2 separate regions of the Gossypium arboreum genome follow, and region 2 is linked to region 1. The links are chromatin contacts, called in public Hi-C maps. All regions are on one chromosome and are shown on one strand. Each heading gives the region's core, a stretch centred on a gene start, on an enhancer-like site or on the middle of the called end of the contact. The rest is flanking DNA. Distances are from core to core; before and after follow the strand shown.

Region 1 (5,841 bases), core at 3,047-5,546:
AGTATTATTGTTGCAATGAACGATATTAATCCCACCATTTTTCTAGAACTTGCTTTGCAATATGGTCATCCTAAGAGGAGTCGTGAATCCCACGTCGGATGTGTACTAAAGTTGATCCTAAGATACAAGGGTTTATATCATCTTCAACTTACAACATTTAAGGTATCTTTGGTCAACAAAACCGTGTCACTAACAACAACGAGCGCTCATTTGAGTGGTGGGGATACAACCACCTTCAACTGATGAGGTGCTTTTCATGGATAAAACCATGAGACCCAATGGGCCGAAACAGATAATACCTTGCAAGAAGATATTCAGGGAAAAATATATGGTGTATTCCGTAAATCACTGTCCCATCGTATTACATAACAGTAGAAAACAAAGCCCTGCAGGAAAATGGGGGTAGAAACTAGAAAGAACAAAGGGGAGGGGAAGTGGAAAGCAAGAAGGAAATATGTCTGACATTCGAAAATTTATAGTCATCTGAATTTGATTTTCTTTTCTTTAACCCCCTTCCAATCCCCCTCGAGTTCATTTACATATTCTAATTTCTATTCCATATGAGTCTCTTCTTCAGCCACCATATATGATAAAAGCAAAGCATGACCGAGTAAAAACAAATGTTATTCAAACAAATTAAGACATGGAGAAGAAGAAATATCAGCAACTTCAGTGGAAACTTGATGGAGAATCGTTAAAATGGATAAGCATCAGGATGAACAGCAACCACCCGATTTGGGTGACTCAGTAGCACGTTCTTGGTTCTCATCCCCTTGTAAAACCACGGTCTTCCCATCCAATGGTGCGTCCTGCTTCTTGAGCTCATGAGACATCATAACTTTCCGGCTCAATATGTTGTAGATCTCTTTAACGACAGTCTGAAATGCAGCCGCTACATTGGAGGAATCAAGTGCAGAAGTCTCCATGAAAAATAAACCCTGTGCCTCTGCTAAGGCCTTCCCTTCGGCTGTGGATACTTCCCTGGCATCCCGGAGGTCCGACTTGTTGCCTACTAAAATGGTGACTACGTTCATGTCTGAGTGAGCTGTTCAAAATGTCAAATCACACAATTCAGTCCTTAGCCAGCATGGGCTAAAAACAACAAATCTATAATAGTGGCTGGGCATGGAAAGGAAACACCATCTAGTTACAAAAATTTGCCACAATATGGCCTAACAGTCAGAAAACAAAATTTAACCCATTTTGGATTGGTGAGATTCGGTAAAAAATTATAGAAACGAGATTCAGGATGAGAGGGTTTGCATATGCGTTATAAGTATAATCAACAAAAGCACAAAAGTTAATCACGGTTCTTACTTTGAAGTTCATTTAACCATCTACCAATGCTATCGAAAGTCTGTCGTCTGCTGATGTCATACACAAGAAGAGCTCCAACTGCACCTCGGTAATATGCAGATGTAACGGCCCTGAAGCGCTCCTGACCAGCCGTATCCCAGATCTGTGCCTTAACTTCCTTCCCATTTATATCCAATTTCTGAGTTTGAAACTCCACTCCTATGGTTGACTTGGAATTTGGGTAGAATTCATTCCTAGCAAATCTTGCAAGTAAATTCGATTTCCCAACAGCTGAATCACCAACTAGTACAATCTTGAAAAGGTAATCCTCAGTTTTTTCTTCCTCTGAAACAAAAGCCATTTTACAACCTTCCTACGAGTGTCACTCTATATAACCATATCAACAATGAAAAGCACTCGGAATTAAGTTTCTTCTCTGGTACTTGAAGTTATCACCTAAGAAGCACCAACCTTGTATCCTGTTCAAGAACAGAAATGGGTTTACCGAAGAAAAGAATAAAGGCAAGCTGAAAAAGGAAGCTAAAATAGGAATAAAGAGTACAAATGTGTCATTCAGCAATTGCTTACATGAAAATACCTTTCTTGTGAAGCAAATATTAGGTCAATTGAATAAAAAAGGAATAAACTCTACTCCACTTTCACCCTCCTGCAACATAGACAAATCTATCCTGAGCACCCTACGCGTGTAGTACTAATGACCTTCCTAGTGAATATGTACGTTACGGTTCCTGCAGGAACAAGACGAGGGCCCTCATGTAAAACCAACCAAAGTACTAATCGTTACAGTACAGGGTAACACAACTGTCTGTCTCCGGCTAAAATATTCAAGATAAGTAAAATATTTATCAGAATTTGAAAAGTAAACAATTAAGTGAAACAAGTAATATGCAACTCATTAAAGTCTTTTAATTATATAGTTCCTTAGAAGGCAAGGAACAGTACCTTGATCTCTCCAACTTGCTAACACCTTGCCTCGCACCTGAAATCCCACTTAAGCTCCTTCTACTGCTTAGATTTTAGAAGCTCAAAATAAGGACATATGATAAATGCCAGATCATTCATGTGAAATATCCAAATAATCGATTGGAAATAAAAAAACAACTTACCCAACAACCGTGACAGATTAATAGCCCACCTAAGATTCCTAATCCTATGTTTAGTCCTTGCCCTTAACCAGTAAAACATCACATCATTTTTGTATAAACTTTAAAAGTTAACAGATATAAGTGTCATTAGATAACAAAAAACTAGAGGCCAAATTTGGTAGCAAAGAACTGATAATTGATAAGATCTTTTGAACAACAATTATATATGAAATCAATCATAAGCAATAAATCATCTGCAAGGGCAATATAAGATGCTTGATTGTATAATAATATGCATCAACTATGCACTAGACCTTATAAGATAACATGTGATAGTTCAATCTTTTGAATATTACCACTGGACCATGGTACAGAAACAATATAGAACTTCATATATAAACAAGCCCTTGTGCTTTCACTTCTAACTGTAAGAATTCTTTTAAAAAGTTACTTTTTGTCTTATTCTTTGTTTTAATCATTAGAGATGCTGAAAAACTCAGTCTTTAAAAGGTTTCATATATTTTTCAATAGGAGTCATTTAAAGAGTTAAATTTAAGGATTGAAAACTTTTACTGCTATGTCAACAGCTCATAAAAATTCACTGAAACACAGAAACTCTGATTGTATGAACTAGAGAACTTTGACCAGGAAATAAGCTATAGATCCAAGTAAATCAATTTCAACATTCAAAGAAAAAAATATATATGCTCTTGATCATAAAGTAGAGCATCTGCATCTTGCAAAGAGAGATCAAATTATAGCATACTAGACTCAGTTTTGCATCAAAGAGACCCCGGTAGAAACTAAATCACCAAGCAAACTGCCCTTTTGTTTTATATTTAGCAATTGACTAAAAGGCTAGAACCAAGTTCATATATGGAACAGCCAGTTAACTCTTTCCATAAAAGAAGAAAAAAAAAAAACTTAAAAGCACCGAACCATTATAACTAAGTCTAGAATATCCAAATGAATTAGAGCAGAAAAAATCGATTTTGATATGATCAAATCTTAAAAACCATGAATTTAAGCAAGGTATTGACAAAACAGAGATTAGCAAAAACATACAAAGTAAAAGTTAGTAAGAAAAAAGAACAAAAATGTGATTGAGAAATGATCTAGAAACAAGCAAAATACAAAACCCAATTCGTAAATCTCATCAAATATTAATACAAAAAAAGGGACTTAAAAATCTAAAGAAAAAGAGATCGTGTTTGTTTACACTCACCAGCTATAAGAAGAATTTCAGGAGGCTCCCCTCACCCTTCTTTTTTTTTTTTTTTTTCTCTACCAGGAATTACGATCAAATAAAAGAGTTAACAATGGATCTGATTATATGATAATGTCAATGGCTTAGAGATACAAATTCAAAGGATTTAAGGGTTAGGCTTTTCCAAGGAGGTGAGGGAGCCGAGTGCAGAGACAAGACAACCCCAGATTTGCACTTACTCTGGTTACTGGTTTAGCCACCCCTTAATTTCCTGGGCTTATTTTTTTGGGCCTTATATTCCCCTTGGACTTCATCATAGATAAAAAACTTTCCATATCTTGCTCAAAGAATTGGTTTTCAATGCGTATGAAAGTTGAAAACTCTAGTTGTGGAGGAACCATATGCAGAAAACTATAGTTGAAATGAAGCAGGAATGTTTGAGCACATAGGCTAAAGATTAGGGAAGGATGTCCCTCCAGTACTACTAATAGTGATGGAAAGAGGAATGTATGTTGGTTTTGAACTTCCCACAAAAAAAGCCAGATTATGATATGGACTTATATTGCTGACTGACCATGTTCTTAAATGGTAGGGGCCATGGGAGACTAGAGCATAGCTAATATTTAGCCAACATTTATCATTTTGCAGGTGCCTTATCTACACAAAAGCTTAAGCGTTGTTTGGTTTTGTCATAAAATGCAGTTGACATTGCCAACCTTGTTCAGTAGATGGTTTCGGCGGCATTGCAGTTTGGTGATGCAGAAAGAAGGACCCACCTCCCATACCCCATTACCACCTTTCATTTTGCCTAGGTGCACGAACTTACAGCTACTGCTGCTGCTGTAGCAGCTAAGGTGAAAACCTTGGCCGCTTCCTTGTGGTTAAATGTAATGTTTTGGCTCTCCAAAACTAACTGGACCACCTTCCATGGTTTTGACTTTTGTACACCAAAATCTGTGCCAAAGGATTTATTTCATCTATTGCATTCATTGTTTTTTGGTACTCATGGATCAGACATCAAATGAGATTGATAACAAGACTCGAACTTTAATTCTTTAATTCTTTGCTAAAACGTTAAGGAGTACTCAATCAACTGGAATAATCATATTCTATCTGTATGTACTGTAGCACATTTTAACTATATGCCGACAAAACAAGAGTAGACATTGTTTGATTCGGTGACAGATATGAGGGTAAATAAAATAGATGGTCATAAATTTCTCCCTAAAATTAAAAATGAAGGGGCAAGATCAAAAGTTGAGAGCGTGCTTGATCACACGCACTTGGTAAATAGGTTGCCGACAGTTTGATAAGATATTACCTAGGATACCAACACTTTAGGTGCCCTGAGCTAGCACAATTCTGTCAATCTTGGTTCTACTGGGCCTTTGTCTAATATAAAAATGTTCCAAGCAAACTCTCAACTTTACACTTCTGCCTACTGCACTGATCTTTTGATCATGTAATTCTGTGAAAGGCTTGGGCCTTTCGGTTTATGCTTACATATTAATAAAAAAAATCAAATCTTGCAAGATTACTGGTTTAATTAGATATTGAGTTAAAAGCTTAATATAAGATGAATACTGGTTCTGGTTGCCATGAAATGAGGAAAGACTTTGTTGTTTCCTATTCCGAATAGCTACATTTTGTTGATCTTAAGTTACAGTTACCCCAATTTTGACCACATAATTATGTCCATTCTTGTTTCCGTGGGTAGTCATGTTTCAAACTTTATCGTAGAAATATGGATTATATTCAAGAAACCTGTCACTTATAATCTTATTTGTTGTTTGGTGATGTCTTTATGTAGCAAGTTGGGTTGTTAAATGGATAGAGTTGTTTCATAGGGTGATCTACAAGACAAAGGATACTAAGAGGGGTCGGAAATTGTGGTTTGAGACAATTTCTGATACTAAGGGTTAGTAGCAATGTTTTTAAAAAGTATTTTTAAAGGTGTTATGAAAAAGTACTTTTAAGAAGTACTTTTCACAAGTTTAGTTTAAGATTTGAGTGTTTAGTATTATTGTTAAAATGTCTATTTTAAATATGATATTATCAAGTAATAAATATATATTTAAATAATATTTAAATTAGTTAATATTATTATATTTTAGTAAGAATATAAAAATAATTTATTATAACTTATTGTTAATTTTTAATATATAAAATATAAATTTTAAATATTTTTAAGCAATAAACATTAATTATTTATAAAATTTAATTAGAATATAT
Region 2 (5,647 bases), core at 940-3,439, 220 kb after region 1:
AATCAACATAAAATTGAAAAGCAAACCTTACCTACTTTAAAAAATAAAACAAACAACAGGTTGTTCTGAGACCAGATTCCAATGACAAATGCAGAATGAAAAGTGCAATAGTAAGAAGCAGACAGAAAATGGGAGGAAACAAGATCATTATAGTACTTAGATCAGCAGTACACAACCTTAAAAGTTGCAGCAGCATCAGCAGCAATGTCAAAATTTGGAAGTTGTATATAGTCAAAAAACTTCTTCATGTGCTGTGACTCCAAAACATATCTGTAAATCAAACAAAACAGGACACATAGAGCTAATAATATATCCAAAAATCTTCCATTAATTTGAAACCTTTCAATGCAAACTTTAGGAGTTGAGGCTCTCTTTCAAATGTAAAAAGAATACATATTATAGAAGAAAACATTTCAAAGGTAAATATTGGAGAAGATTGCTGCTTGAACGCAACCATGATGGAAACACTGCTGATTAGAAAGAGGAATTAGAAAAAGAATCGGGGTATTCATTTATATTCACTTAAAAGAAGAGATGCCAAGTCATGAAGGCATAAGTTAACTAGGTTGAATTTTCTCACCTTGCAACAGTCTGATGCCGTATGCATTCTCTCAACATTGCACCATAATGTAAAGCCATGTCTGTGTTTTCATAACTGAGTAAACAGCATTTAAAAATCAGAATACTGTGATCAAATGATGGATACAAAATAAACCTCAATTTTCCAGCATAGCCAAAATATTGCATAAACCAGATATCATCTTAGGATTATAGCTCCAATATAAACATGGCAAATGTTAGGCACATAAGTGAGTCCATCGATAAGAAGAACCCAGTAATGGAAGTGCCGCCATAGTCTCTTTTGCTTAATCAAAGAACCAAACAAAATGCTGCAAACTATCAGTAACTTATCATCTTAGCTCTGGCATTAAGTTGTCAAGACTTGATAACACAAAGACAAAGATCCAACGAACCATTGAAGTTACATTGAAAACCAACCTATAAAAAGTAAAGTAATAAACCTTTTAAGATTTCCACTTACCCTGCTATTAAAATATCTAAAAGATCTAAGTTCGCTTCCAAGTAATCAGAAGCAATCAACCGCGAATTCACTTGTTGCCTTTGCAAATTGGCAACAACTTGAGTGGCATCTTTCCTTGCCTGCAAAGGAAGCCACTTGTCAAATAATCATAGAAGCAACAACGGGGACAACAACAACTCTTGCCAAGGAAATTCCTCATGTAAACATTGTTGAGTAAGTTAAGTCATCTTAACTTTATAGTCAATCAGTTACCTCTAAGTTCAATTTAGGAAGGCAAGTGATCAAGAGCCGCAGCGTATTCTCTCTGAAGAACTCTTGAGTCAGTTGTGCACAAGCTTCTGAGACTGGCTCAGATTCACTATTTCCATAAAGAATAGATTTCAACTCCCTTAAATTCTTAAACAATTCTGCCATCTGCGTCAAGATTAAGTTAAAATATAAGGATTAGACACCGAACCTATGTTAATTTCGGCAAATCCAATAACTGCTCAGGCACAACAAAATCATACATATTCGATTCCAATAGTAACTATATCACATGCTGCCGTCATCAAAATCCAAAGGGGGCGATCCAGATCAACAAAGAAAAGAAATCGAATAGCAATAAAACCAAGTCGAAACAATTAAGATGCTATGAGTAAAAGGTGTTTTCAGTAACGAACTTTCTCTTCCCGCTTGGATTCACGACTTTCGGAGGAGCGGGCGGCGAAGCTGAGGAGATCACGCGTTTGGCGCACGATATCGACGGGAGTTCGCGGCTTGGATTTGAAAAGCCCCTTCATCTTGGTAGACGATGACTTATCGTAGAGGATTGATGATGTAGAAGTACTATCAGGTTGTGCTGCGGGATGCCTGAGCCTCTGTGCGACGGCTCTGCTCGTCGCACCGCCCGGCTTGCTTATACAAATTCCTATTCTTTCACTAAAAAAGAAAATCGCTCCAAGTTTTTCAGTCACTTTTTCAGTTAATGTTTTGGAATGTTTAAACAAAGGTGAGTTTTGGTTGATTTGGCTTCTTTTCCGATATTTTCTGCGATTTGATTATTTCGATCACTTACTACTTATCCAACGGCTCTGCTCAGCTTTGGGATTTCCCTTTTTAACATGAATTACTCAACTGTTGGTCGTTGGTTACTGTCCTTTACTTTAAGAGCATGTTTGGTTGGAGGAGAATGAATATATTATAGCCCAATTCAATGGGCTCATCACCGCACTATTGTTTGGTTTATCGCAATTGTCAGCCCGTGTTGAATATGGGCTTACTCAGGGAAGAGAAAGCATTGTTCCCTGCCCTCCCCACTGAATGGGTCATTCAGGACGTGTGGAATAAGAAATTAGTCTCAAAAATTTCAATTTTACCTTTTATCATTTTGAAACCTTCTTTACTCAACTCGACAACCGTGCTCACCCAGCCTCCATTGCTTGTTTCACCTCCGGCCACTAGCCCTAAACTCTTCTCGGGCATGCCATATAGAAAGGCAAGAAGAGACTCACCTTTGTTTTTCTCCGTTCTGAAACCTTCCTCACTCAACCCGACAGCCCTTCTCACCCAGCCTTTATTGCTTGCTTCGTCTTCGGCCACTAGCCCCAAATTCTTCTCGAGCATGCCATAGAGAAAGGCAAGAAGAAAGCTACTTCTTGTTTTCTCTCTCTAAATAAAAATTTACAAAGGCTTCTCCTTTCTTTCTTTGTTTTCTGTAACAAACCCAGAAGTTTTAACCTAGTTTCAGGTATTTTTCTTCATATAAACTATGATCATTTTCCTTGTATGTTAATAACTTAATATCATTCATTTACTGATTTTTAGCTCTTTTGGTTTTATATTGCACCATTTAAAAAAAAGACCTTTATGTTTTTTTATTAGTAGGTGATTTCTTTTTTTTTTTTTTTCCTTTACTTCATGATTAAGTATATAGGCTTTGTTGGCTCGTTCTAACAGGAAATTGGAAGTTGTTTTATTTTGGGTTTAAATTGTTAAAAGCATTAATTAATCAAAGGAAAAGAAGCGTTTTTAAGGGGGATTTGGGGTTGCATGTGTTCTTTTGGTGTTCTTATTCATTTGTTGTGTGAAAGAAAGCACTTGTTGTTAATTGAAGTTATTTGCAATGCATTTGATTGGTTTTATTTTACGAGTGATTGATTTTGTTGTCATTTAGAGTATGCTAAAGTGAATGGTGAATAGATTACTAAAAAAGGTGAACGGTTTTATCTGTTAAGGATGCAAGTCTATCATCTGTGCTTTTAGGTTCCTCCTTTAAGTTATTCTGCAAATTTGTTTTGACATATTCATCACACACACTTTGTTCCATGTTTGATACTTGTTCCTTTTTAACTTTCATTGTTGAGAAAAACTTTGAGATAGACTTCTTTTCATGTGTCTTCAGTGGTACCTACAAGCATAGTTGAAGAAGTAATTAGTGGATTTCTTGGAATAAACCCTGACACCATGAGTTTCTAGTTAAATGCAACCTTTTTCCTGTAACAAAGCTAAGCAGAGCAAGACAATGAATACAAGTTAAAAATCATTGAAACCAAATAGAAACTCATTCGTGGAGTTGTATCTGGACCAATGATCTAGACCAACTGTCAGCTGATGAATCCCTAAACTATGAAACCAAAAAACATAAATTCCTTTAAATTCGAAATGCTAGTCATCTCCTATTTCACATCATGAAATATTCCTATTTAGCTTTTTCTTCTTTGTTGGGTTATGTTATTTATGTGTTTCTTATTCATTGTGCTATGGGCATGTTGTTTTACTTCTTCAAACATATTGCTTTACTTTTTCTTCTTCTTTTTTTAGTATTGAAATTGTATTTTTATTTTTGCCTCTCATCCCAACCTCCCTTGCTTGCTTCGCCTCCGACCACTAGCACTACTCCCTTAGCCCCTTGGCTTGCTTGCTCCACCCATAACTAAGCCTCTTGTATTCACTGAATCACTATAAGCTCTTTTGCAATTAAATTATTTGATTTTTTTCTTACGGTTACTGAAATTAGTATTGAAGATCTGTGAGACTTTTAACTTAATTCTCTCTAATATGATCCTGGTCAAGATTGTTAACTCTACCATAAAAAATTACATTACCAGAACATAAACCAGTAGCACTTCAAAGTTACCAAAATAATTACCTATTGTCATTTCAATCATTCTTCCATGGTTCTAAGGTTATAAGCTCTCTTGGAAGAAATAAGAAAACCTACATTGATATTCCCATCTAAGAAAACATCCTTCAATACATTCCGCTTCAATTATTGGATAGAATATAATTCTGGTAATGTCTTATTTGCATTTAACTCTTTAACCTTCTCTCCATCTCATATATATATATCGACTTTGAAGGCTTTCTGAGCATTGCCGTTTCTCATTATAGTTATTCTTTTTAGCTTTGCATTATGTGCTTTGAAGATATATGCATCACATTTTGTTTTGAGATTGATTTATACTATGATTTGAAGATATATGTTCTTCTTGGTTGAGAAGGTTCTGATGTTGATGGATGAGCTCTTCGAGATGTCATTACTAGGAGACATAGACATGGAGGAAGTTTAGTTATTTTTTTAGATCATACTAATATTGAAAACAAGAGATTGATAAATAGTGTTTTCTTAATATAGGTTGTTATTAACTAGTTAATATTGGTTATACAAATTGTGAGGGATTTTTTTGCACCTTTTAGGGGACAAAGATATTATTTGAATGAACGGCATCAAGGTCACTAACCAAGTACTCCAAAAGAATTTTTCAATTTAAAGCATGCATCAGCGCGCAATGTTATTGAAAGATATTTTAGTTTATTAAAACTTAGATGAGGTATACTTAGGAGTCCATCATTTTATCCTGTAATGGTGCACAATCAAATCATTATTTATTGTTGCTTACTTCATAATTTTATTTGAATTGAAATGAGTCTTGATCTTATTGAAACGGGGCTAAAAGAATGTTTAAATAGTAATGTTGATAACATGTTAAATTTGCATGATCTTTTGTGTTTAAATTGACTAAATCTTGAATTGATCCCCGCTAAATTAGTGATTTTATGTTTTAATGTTGTCAAGAATGCAATTGGGATGTTATGACTCAAAAATGAGCAAAAAAAAAGGACAAATTTGTAGAATAGTTAATAAAGTGGGGCCGAATCAGAAACTTGGAAGTAGTCAAGGAGTCATCAGATTTATTTTGACTTTGTAAAAATTAAAATTAGAAGAAAATCTGATTTTATTTTTATTTAATTTTAATTTTGTGTGGTGGGTAGTTAGACCAAATTTAGTAAATCATATGTATATAAAGAGGGCCTTTGTGGTAGCTTGAAAATAAACTTGACTTCACTTGAAATTAAATTCCCTTCCAAATTCCATGCGTCAGTAGCCACTGCTACCCCATTTTCATTTCCTTTGTTTTTGCAAAATTTGTTTAATTGTTTTCCAAGTCCTTTCTCTTCTCAACTTCCACCATTTTCATTCAAATCCACTCTATAGCCAACCAAAGCATGATTAAATTCATGTTTCACTAAATTCTAGCTTAGCTTTAAGCAAGTATTCTTTTAGATTAAGAATCGTGAGATACGTATCTATTCTAAAAATCCTTTCAATCGATATTTTATTAT

What was found. A called contact is a pair of places that touch in the nucleus more often than the background predicts.
Region 2: a contact with region 1 is called in a Hi-C map of leaf, with 6 times the contacts expected there. The contact joins the promoter of LOC108484193 here to the promoter of LOC108489041 in region 1. A contact is called at or near these places in 4 of 5 Hi-C or Micro-C datasets (all in leaf).

The regions. Positions count from the first base shown.
Region 1 is chr6:11,243,539-11,249,379 of ASM2569848v2, forward strand. It overlaps LOC108489041 (ras-related protein RABA5a), which reads right to left and starts at 4,297. Exons shown (of 6, transcript XM_017793275.2): 1 at 3,628-4,297; 2 at 2,424-2,485; 3 at 2,260-2,322; 4 at 1,885-2,045; 5 at 1,318-1,775; 6 at 314-1,045. The coding sequence starts at 1,657. The coding sequence ends at 711. It overlaps LOC108489040 (ACT domain-containing protein ACR11-like), which reads left to right. Exons shown (of 10, transcript XM_053029869.1): 10 at 1-48.
Region 2 is chr6:11,468,026-11,473,672 of ASM2569848v2, forward strand. It overlaps LOC108484193 (putative MO25-like protein At5g47540), which reads right to left and starts at 2,190. Exons shown (of 11, transcript XM_017787893.2): 1 at 1,705-2,190; 2 at 1,295-1,456; 3 at 1,043-1,161; 4 at 581-655; 5 at 177-270. The coding sequence starts at 1,824. LOC108486764 (a long non-coding RNA gene) reads left to right here and starts at 2,326. Exons shown (of 5, transcript XR_001871554.2): 1 at 2,326-2,771.